Linked DNA regions of Pan troglodytes: region 2 is linked to region 1. The links are chromatin contacts, called in public capture Hi-C maps. All regions are on one chromosome and are shown on one strand. The core of a region is the stretch at or near the end of the contact, and the rest is flanking DNA. Distances in the headings are between cores, read along the strand shown. Region 1 overlaps DUSP4 (dual specificity phosphatase 4). Region 2 has its middle 89 kb from the start of SARAF.

Region 1 (5,062 bases), core at 946-3,445:
ACAGGTTTCTGGGAGAGCAGGCTGTCAAATGCCCAGTACCTTACCAGCATTACCCTGTCCCCGGTTCCTCTTTGGCCTTTGAGGATCTCTGCTGAGGGCACCCGAGGGCACCCCTCCATGTAGGCACCGAGAAGGGAAAACTTCGTGATCTGTCTCCCTGATGCCAGGCACAGAGCCTGGCTGTCAGAACCAGTCCTCATAGGCCTTTGTGCAGGGGACTTTCATCACTTACAGACAAGGAGGAGGCTCCGAGAGGTTCAGGAGGCCCGGGCTGCACAGGTGATACATGATCAGGGTGGGGTGCAACCTCATGGCAGAGCCTGTGCCCTTTCGGAACTTCACTCCAGTGCCCTGTTCCATACCCTCAGCAATGGAGACAACATCCTCTCAGCTGCTCTGGGCTCCTCCTGCTTCTCCAGCCCTGAGGGCCACTCTGCTCTGTGACCGTGGGGCCTGCCCTGGCACTCCTGGGCCACCCAACCATTCACTTTTGAGTGCAGGCGATAGCTTGTCTGTCTTGGTGGTGAGTTTTTGCAGGACACCACCTGTGTCTAACATGTTGTTTTAAAATGTGTTTTAATAGCTCAAATTATGTAATAGACAAAAGGATCATGTACTTAGAATTTTTGCAAATCCTAGAGAAGTATATAGAGTAATAAGTGATGGCTTGGGATACAAGTGATCAACCACTGTTAATGAATGAGTTTCCCTTCCACTTTCTCCGAAAGGGAGCATGGACTGAAGTTTCCCATCACAGAAGCCCCTGAAGGACTTCAGCTGCAGACAGATATTTCCTTCCTCTTCCCTCATCCTCTAATTACTGCATTTTGGGCAGCAGTGGTGGCAGCCGAATAAGGAAAGGGGTTTATGATGGGAGGGAGGGGGTGCTTCTGTGATGAAGTGGCTGCCGAGGCCACCAGCATGACCGAGGCTGACGGTACCAGCCCCACCAGCAGGTTTTCCATCCAGGGAGGCTGGTCACTGTGACTCAGCAGGAACAAGGGCCTGTGACCAGAGAGAGATCCATTTATATCCTGAGGGAGGGAGAGGAGGGGAATAGAGAAGCCTCCAGTCAGAGAGGAAAAAATGTACGCCCTGTTTCTATAAGCCTTATGATGTGGTAGAGAACCGTTTCCTTCCTCTCAGTAGGAAGCAGTCTTTAGGGTTGGGATTTGGCGCAAGTGACTGACTCACCGTCACATGTCTGCACATTGGAAAATTTCTATGAATGGCCCTAGGGCACAGAGGTCCTATGTCACTGTCATGAAGACCGCAAAGGTAGCGACATCCAGGACTGTTGGCCAAATTGTCATTGGAGTCAGTTGAATGGGTTTGTTGGAATGGTGGTTCTCCAACGCACAGGCCCTACTGAATCAATTGAATCCATTTCTGGCCCTACAGAAACTGCAGAATAAAAATAAAAGCAGGGCCATACATTGATAGCACTGTGGATTGGAAGTTGGCCGCAAAAGGAAGTCCCAGAGATCACAAGAAAGCCAGAGATAGGGCTTGAAAGGTTGTCTTTTTGGATGGCCTCCCTGTGGCCTCTCCCTGTATCCCACCTGCCTCCACCCCTCTTAGATAGGAGCACTCACCCTACCCCAGCTCAGCTGGCCATTTATCATCATCTTCTTTTTTTATTTAAAAGATCTACCTTCTCTGGAAGATGATCCCACAGATAACCATTCCAGGGCTTACCCACTCTCAGGTCAGGAAATACTCCCTTGCCCCAAACCTGCACATAGCATGAGGGGTTTATTTAGATTTAAGCCCGTTTTCCTCTTGTTCTGGTCTCTTGGTGACAGAACAGCTATTCATGAGGATGTGCAATGGACATCTGCTCCATTGCTGAGATCCAGAAGAGTTTGTACCAGGGTCATTTTTTTCCTTCTTTCTCACATTGGAGAACCTCCCCTGAGGAAGGGCTGGAATCAGGGGTGGCAGGTGTCTCTACAGGTACTTAGTGTCCTTGGAAGCCCAGCGTGACCTTTGCTTCTCTATTTTGTCATTGTCCTGAGGAGCTACTCCACAGTCACTTCTGCACATCCCCCTGCACGTCTTCCTTTGTATGTCTACCTCTCTAACCCAAGTCTTGTCCATAAAGCTTATCCTTCCAGCTTTGCTGCAGTCCTGACGAGTGTGTCCTCTGCATCTCTGGAAACCGCTCCATGGCCATTCTCTAGGTCCACAGCGCCACCTAGTGGCCAATATGGAGCACGCCAGCCCCTGCCTTCCTAGCAGTCCGCCTGAGTCTGTAGGAGTAGAGTTCTTTCTGACTTCCTGCTGGCTTAGTGACCCCATTAACCTGAGCTTCTTTCTCCTTTACAGGCGGCTATGAGAGGTTTTCCTCCGAGTACCCAGAATTCTGTTCTAAAACCAAGGCCCTGGCAGCCATCCCACCCCCGGTTCCCCCCAGCGCCACAGAGCCCTTGGACCTGGGCTGCAGCTCCTGTGGGACCCCACTACACGACCAGGTAGACTCGGGGGTCAGGGCTTGGAAGTGGGGGGCAGGAACAGCGTAGGGGCCAGTGGATGCCTTCTTTTCAGAGTTCTGACGGTGTTTTTTGTCTTTGCTTTTGAGACAGTCTTGCCCTGTCACCCAGGAGTGCAGTGGTGTGATCATAGCTTACTGCAGCCTCAAACTCCTGGGCTCAAGGGATCCTCCCTGGTAGCTGGGACTACAGGTGGCGCTACCATGCCTGGCTAATTTTTAAAGGTTTTTGGTAGAGATGGGGGGGGGGTTCTTGCTATGTTGCCCAGGCTGGTCTTGAACTCCTGGCCTCAAGTGATCCTCCTGCTTTGGCCTCCCAAAGTGTTGGGATCACAGGCGTGAGCCACTGCATCCAATCCTGAGATTTTTTTAAGTCTTTGAATGTTATGCCTCAATTTGGGGAGAATGCGGTGAACCCAGAGTATTGGGGTGGAATGTTAGGTAGGACCTATTTATTTCTTGGAAATCTTCCCCTTCCCTCTCTAAATATCCTCCTAAGAAAAAATTCTAAAGACATGACTCCCTGGCTTGGCCTCTAACGTGGTGTCCGGACAAATGAGGAGGCCTCCAGAAGCCCTGGGGGACCTGCTCTCTGGGAAGCTGAGGTCATTCTCCTCTGAAGTAGCAGGCCATGAAATACATCTCGGTCCCCGACAGGCAGGCTGCTCCCATGTATCAGCCAAATGAACATAGATGGTCACCCACCCTCCCTCCAAGAAAACCTGCTTGAGCCACTGCGTTTCTTATAAGCCCACCCTCCAGCCCTTTCAGTTAGATGGACTCTGCTGCCCACATCTCATGTGCTAAATTTAAGCCACTGTTGCCTCATTTTACCAAGATCCTCTCTCTTGTCTGTGTGGCCATGAGGGCATCAGCTTATTTATTTGTTTATTTTTAGAGACAGAGTCTCACTCTGTTACCCAGGCTTGAGTCCTGTGGCGCAATCATAGCTCACTGCAGCTTCAAAGTCCCGGGCTCAAATGATCCTCCCATTTCAGCCTCCCAAGCAACTGGGACTACAGGTGTGCACCATCATGCCAGCTTAATTGTTTGAGAGATGAGGTCTCACTGTGTTGCCCATGCTGGTCTTGGAACTCCTGGCTCACATGATCCTGCCACCTCAGCCTCCTAAAGTGCTGAGATTACAGGTGTGAGCCACTGCACACCTGTTTTTGATATGCCCAGTGAATACATATCAAAACAAATAAGTATCTAAACCACACAGCAAATGGCTTGATGATTAGCAGATATAAACTCAGTGTCACAGATGGTGCCATAAGGCCGGCATTGTCCTGCCGCTTATTTTGCCATGGGGGAGGTGCAGGAGAGTCCCACAAGACTTTACCTGCCCTGGCCTCTCTGCTCACAAGTAGAGGGCAAAGGCTGGAGAAGTCCCACTGGGCCTATCGCCCCTCCAAGAGTTCCAGGAGGCTACAGGGGGAGGCTGGGAGGGCCAGGCCCAGCAGGCATTCTCCCTGGGCTTGGAAAGGAAAGCTCTTCTCAGACAAGCTTCCACTCCCTGTGCCAAGCACTTTACCCTCATGTCATTCAGGGGCCTTTGTTTCCCTTTCTGTGCAGGGGGGTCCTGTGGAGATCCTTCCCTTCCTCTACCTCGGCAGTGCCTACCATGCTGCCCGGAGAGACATGCTAGACGCCCTGGGCATCACGGCTCTGTTGAATGTCTCCTCGGACTGCCCAAACCACTTTGAAGGACACTATCAGTACAAGTGCATCCCGGTGGAAGATAACCACAAGGCCGACATCAGCTCCTGGTTCATGGAAGCCATAGAGTACATCGGTAGGCTGGCCCTGCTCTGGGGTTCCTGGGTCTGAGGGCAGGTGGGAAGGATAAGGAACCCCTGTAAGCCTGGGTTGAAGGTGGACATTGGAGGCACTGAATCCAAGGGTCCCCATTCCCCCTCTTCCTCATTGGGAAGGCTTACACATTGGATGTTGGGTTGGGAGGGAGGAGGGAAGATGGACCTACACACAGGCTTAGCTTGCGGAGCCAGTCACTTTCCCCTTGCATGGCTTCGGTGCCTAGATGGTAAGAGTTTTTGGACGGGGAGGAAGACACAGGGAGCATTGAGTCATAGTTTTTATTTTATTTCTATTTATTTATTTATTTTGAGACAGAGCCTTGCTCTGTCGCCCAGGCTGGAGTGCAGTGGCGCCATCTCAGCTCACTGCAACCTCCGCTTCCAGGGTGCAAGTGATTCTCCTGCCTCAGCCTCTGGAGTAGCTGGGACTACAAGTGCACCACCACGCCCAGCTAATTTTTGTATTTTTGTAGAGACAGTTTCATCATATTGCCCAGGCTAGTCTTGAACTCCTGAGCTCAAGTTATCCACCCTCCTTGGCCTCCCAAAGCACTGGGATTACAGGCGTGAGCCACCACCCTGGACCCCACTGTTTTGTTTCTGCAAAGGGAAATCCTTGAACGGATAATAGGATTTAACCAGCTCCAGCATAGTGATTCGGGAAAATAGACCTCAGAATGGGGGGCATTCTAGAGACCCGCCTACATGGGTTTTCTTCCTCTCCAGTCCTTGGTCTAGCACGGCTAGTCCT
Region 2 (5,062 bases), core at 908-3,407, 670 kb before region 1:
CTTCTCCTGAGTACAAGAGGAGGACTAAGCACAGGTCTACTTGACTCCAGATTTCTTAATCTCTAAGGTGAGTTGCCATAAAAAATTTTGAACCATAAGAACTTTACAGCAAAAGAAAAACTAACACTAACAATTTCATCAACATAAAGCACCTCAAACTTACTTCCGATCTATGTGATTAAACTGTTGCTAAGAGGTGTGAATGTACAATTACATGTTCTGATATTTTTATTAAGACTCTTATTCCAAGTTATTCATGTCAACATTACATTCACATCCTTGATATTCATATAATTCATCTAACATTGTGTAATTCATATAACGTGGTTTTACTGATAGGCCATGATATTTCTTGTAATTCATTTGTTATTGTGTATTCATTATGTCTTATTTCCAATTAATAGGATTCTTGGCTTTAGCAACAAAAACCACAAAACGATCATTTGGCCTCAAGCCACAAGCTGAGAATTACTTAATGGCTTAGCTTTGAGTTGAGAAAGGGTCTTGTGGACCTGAGAACATTTTTCCAAGCTGGATACATGTTAGTAAGCAGTTTAAAGGCAGCCTTAAAAAAATTAAAAACAAAACAACAAAACAAAGAATATACAAATAACAAATAGCATCTCTTACTTTAACACAAAGTGACCAAATATTATTTGTATTTATTATTTTACATTCCAACCTAGTGTTTGTACATATCCATACAATGTACACATTTTACAACTTGTAATTACACTGTACATGCAATTTACAACCTGCTTTTTTCATTTTACATGAAACCACAAATAGAGGCTTTAAAATCATTATTTTAAGTGGCCGAATAATATAACAGTAAGAAGCTATTGCAAATAAAGCTGTGGTCTACTTTCCTATTTGTATCATTTAAAAAATTCTGTTGCATTATTTCCTGGAATCAGGATCAAAAGGTAACATATTTCATGATACCTAAACATATTATAATGTTGCTTCCCAATATACAATGATGAGTTTAGCAAATATCAATATACAAAGTATGACCGGGCGCAGTGGCTCACACCTGTAATCCCAGCCCTTTGGGAGGCCGAGGCAGGTGGATCACTTGGGGTCAGGAGTTCGAGACCAGTTTGGCTAACATGATAAAACCCTGACTCTACTAAAAATACAAAAATCAGCTGGGTGTGGTGGCAGGTGCCTGCAATCCCAACTATGCAGGAGGCTGAGGCAAGAGAATTGCTTGAACCTGGAAGGCGGAGGTTGTAGTGAGCTGAGATACTGCACTCCAGCTTGGGTGACAGAGCAAGACTCCATCTCAAAAGAAAAAAAAAAATATATATATACACACACATATATGTACATGTATGTGTATATATACACACACATACATGCATGTGTATATATACACACATATATACACACATATGTATATATGTATATACACACATATGTATATATGTATATATATATACACACGTATATGTATATACACATATATATGTATATGTATGTGTGTATATACACATATATGTATATGTATGTGTGTATATACACACATACATGTATATATACACACAAAGTATGAGTTTATCCGTTTTTTAACCATTTTGATAGCACTAGATGTTACCATCAAAACATATTCTGGAGCTTGCATGCTGGCAGGGGCCTGTAGTCCCAGCTAATGGGGAGCCTGAGGCAGGAGGATTGCTTGAGCCCAGGAGTTGGAAGCTACAGTGTGCTATGACTGCACCTGTGAATAGCCACTGCACTCCAGCCTGGGCAACACAGAGCTCGCATCAGTAAAAAACAGTCAATCCCCCAAACCCTCCAAAACTAAAACAACGTTTTCTAGGGTTAGTTTAATAGTTGTAAAATAACCCTGCTGCATGATCAGACATGGATATTATTGCTATCAGATAGTGAATAAATGACCCATGGCTGCCTTAAACAATCTTGTATTCAGTTGGAATAATTTGTCAAAAGAACAGCTTGCCTTTCTGTGTGTGGCCTAGACTGGTAACGGTAATGCAAAAAAACATTAAGATGCTGTAAGATGAACAATCCACTGTTTAGCAATGAGTATCTTCGTATTATTTTTATTTGGCTTGTGGGGTTGTGGAGGGAGTTAAGGCCTCTGACTGAACACTAGAGGGTAGTCCTGGCTACCGAATAGCTCTGCCCTTTCTTCCCATTCATGTTTCCTTAGTATTGTCTTGGGGAAACTGGCCGTGACACCAATGCACGTGGCTTAATACATGCTGCTTGATTGACTTTTTGGCATGATAGTTTCAGGCGATCCGAAATGCAAAGGGATGTTCAGCCCTTGGAGACTCATGTTCCCTTTCCTTTTCTTCCAGTAATGCACTACTTGGGTATTTTCAGGAACAAAAACATCAAAAGAGTTTTCAGTAGAGGATAGGCTGATGCTTACATAGAACCTCAGGCAGCTCTCTACGGAGGATTGTGCAGCAAACCGAGGCGGCAAGGATTGCTGAAGGGCACAGGAGCTGAGCTGCAGGCCTTGGCATTTGGGGATCTTAATGCTTTTGTGGATTGGAATGGAGGCTGGGCCGGGACGGGATCAAAAGTAGGCTGAGCAGGCCAGGCAGATATAGTCACATTGGCCTCTGGGAGGGATGGAAAGCAAAGGAGAAGGAAGCAGTCTTGAGCCCCCAGAGCCAGGACTGACCATCAGAAGAGAGGAGGCAACATGGCCCCGCTAAATAATTAGAACAAGAGTTTGTCCTAATTCTAGGTAGCCTGTTTTTCTGAGGAGCTCAGAAGATATGATCTCATTAGCCCTGAAAGTCAGGATAACTGACAGTTAACCTTCAGGATAACTTCCTCTGGTGCCATTTTGTCGCCCTGAGTAGGACATCAAGTTCCCAACAGCGGAGGGTCATGGGGCTGCACAGAAGCAGGCACCATGTTTAAGTCTCATGCAGTGAGTTGACCGTGGTGGTGTGGGGTCTCTCTTGGTCTGTCTGTGGGCTGAGGCGAGGCTCAAGAGCACCAGCCTCCCATAAACTCAGGTCTTCCCCAGAGCCTTGAAGCCTTTTCAGTGTTCGATCTGAATTTCTCTTGGATCTATCTTCAAACAAATTCAGGGTTTTCCTACATTAAAAACAAACAAAATCCCTTCAATCCCTCTCCCCTCCACCTGCCATACCCTGGAGCTAACTTTCTGTCTTTATCGTTCTCCCCAACATCAAGGAAGATGGAGCTTTATAACATTAAGAGATTTGAAACAATGATGATTGTCCTAGCTGTTGACATGAACTGTGGTTTAGTTTTGCAAAAGTTGGGCTCAAAACATTGAAAACAGCATTTGAAAACTATTTAATTACATATAAAAATTCTTCAGATATAAGTTCAGTGAAACAATCAGGAATAAACCTGCATGTAAAGTGTGATTCCAATTAAAAAACCCAAACCTCCCTAATATATGCAGAGAAAAAATGTCTGGAGGGAACTATCCCGAGATGTTGATAGTGTTTATCTCTGGGGGTGGGAGGATGGGAAATGTAAGTTTTCTTTATACTTCCTTAAAAACGTTTTGCAATAAATTGCTATGAGTTTTTATAATCAGAAAAGGGCTGTATCGTTATGAAGCTGTCTTGTCTCGTCCACTTCCTCCCACTGACTACGTCCTTAACTAACCCTTGCATTTCACTTCCCATTGAGACGTCTCTGCAGAAATGGTTCTCTCCAGGGTCACAAATGGTCACCTGCTTATTTCATGTAGTGTGTGTGTGTGTTTTTTTTTTTTCCTCCCTCAACTTCAACCTACCCCAGTGAAGATCATTTCTACCTTCTTCACTGTCTTCTAAACATTCCCAGCCGGGTGGCACACGGACCTAATTTTCACAATGTTCAAAACAGAACAAATACTCTTTATTTACCTATCTCAGTCTCTCCAGTTCTCCTTCCCAACCCAAATATCCTTCTCATTTTAAACTTTCTGGCTGGGTGCAGTGGCTCACGCCTATAATGCCAGCACTTTGGGAGGCTGAGGTGGGCAGATGACCTGAAGTCAGGAGTTCGAGACCAGCCTGGCCAACATAGTGAAAACCTGTCCCTACCAAAACTACAAAAGAATTAGCCAGCCATGGTGGCACACACCTGTAATCCCAGCTACTTGGGAGCCTGAGGCAGGAGAATCACTTGAACCTGGGAGGTGGAGGTTGCAGTGAGCCGAGATCGTGCCACTGCCCTCCAGCCTGGGTGACAGAGCGAGACTCCCTCTCAAAAAAATAAAAATAAATAAATAAATAAAATTTCTAATGTGTCATTACCTTGTTTACATAGACCTGGACCTGAAGTAGCAGGCCCAGTCTGACACCTCCCTCTTCCCTGTTTTCTTCCCCATCCACTCATTTGCCAAGTCCTCCGAATTCTACTTCTGTAGTTTCTCTTTCACCAAACCACCCGTTGTTTGTTCTCACTGTGTCTCTTCTAGCTCAGAAACTCCCTGTCTGATCTCTGGATCATGCCGAGTATCCTAACAGTTTTCTTTGCCTTTAGTCTTTCGCTTGCACCAATCATCAATCCACCCACTGCGGAGGACAACAGCCTGGCTCTGGGCGGATTTCTACTCTGTGCAGAAATCTCCATGGTCCTCATGGCCTGCTAAACCCCAAACAGGTTTCTTAGGTTTTCCTAGGCCTAACTATCTCTTTCAGTTTTGTTTCCTGCCGTCTCCAATCCAAGCGTGTCGGTCTAAGCAGAGCGCACACTGTTACCCTGAAAACAAATGTGAACCTGAAAGAGCTATTCCTTCGAGATGGATCCTGAGTGGCTAACTGGACCTATTTTATTGATTGATTGATTGATTGATTGATAGGGGTTTTGCTACACTGCATAGGCTGATCTTGAACTCCTGAGCTAAGGGAGTCTTCCCACCTCGGCATCCTAAAGTGCTGGTACTACAGGCCTAAGCCACTTTGCCCAGGCCTGGACCTATTTTAAATAAAGTCAGGCAGCCATTTGCTGACTACAGGTCACATGTGTACTCTGAGTTCCTCAAAAACCCACATTCCTACTTAACTTTAGGACTTTCAGAGTTCACCTGAATCAATCAATCAGAGCT

The links. Capture Hi-C pulls out chosen DNA fragments and counts their contacts.
Region 2: a capture Hi-C map of stem cell-derived neural stem cells shows a contact between it and region 1, with 8 times the contacts expected there. The contact joins two enhancer-like sites. A contact is called at or near these places in 3 of 7 Hi-C or Micro-C datasets (induced pluripotent stem cells and stem cell-derived neural progenitor cells), 1 of 1 datasets of contacts at active chromatin or transcription factors (stem cell-derived excitatory neurons) and 1 of 1 other capture datasets (stem cell-derived neural stem cells).

The regions. Positions count from the first base shown.
Region 1 is chr7:37,701,039-37,706,100 of NHGRI_mPanTro3-v2.0_pri, reverse strand. It overlaps DUSP4 (dual specificity phosphatase 4), which reads left to right. Exons shown (of 4, transcript XM_520046.9): 2 at 2,329-2,474; 3 at 4,070-4,289. Among named protein-coding and RNA genes, the nearest start is that of DUSP4, 11 kb to the left of the region's middle. Within about 2 kb of position 2,195, at least 4 of the 24 cell types and tissues checked have an H3K27ac peak or open chromatin away from gene starts, as enhancers often do. A contact at or near this core is called in stem cell-derived neural progenitor cells and stem cell-derived neural stem cells, where this site is marked.
Region 2 is chr7:38,366,471-38,371,532 of NHGRI_mPanTro3-v2.0_pri, reverse strand. No RefSeq gene overlaps it. Among named protein-coding and RNA genes, the nearest start is that of SARAF, 89 kb to the left of the region's middle. Within about 2 kb of position 2,157, at least 4 of the 24 cell types and tissues checked have an H3K27ac peak or open chromatin away from gene starts, as enhancers often do. A contact at or near this core is called in stem cell-derived neural progenitor cells and stem cell-derived neural stem cells, where this site is marked.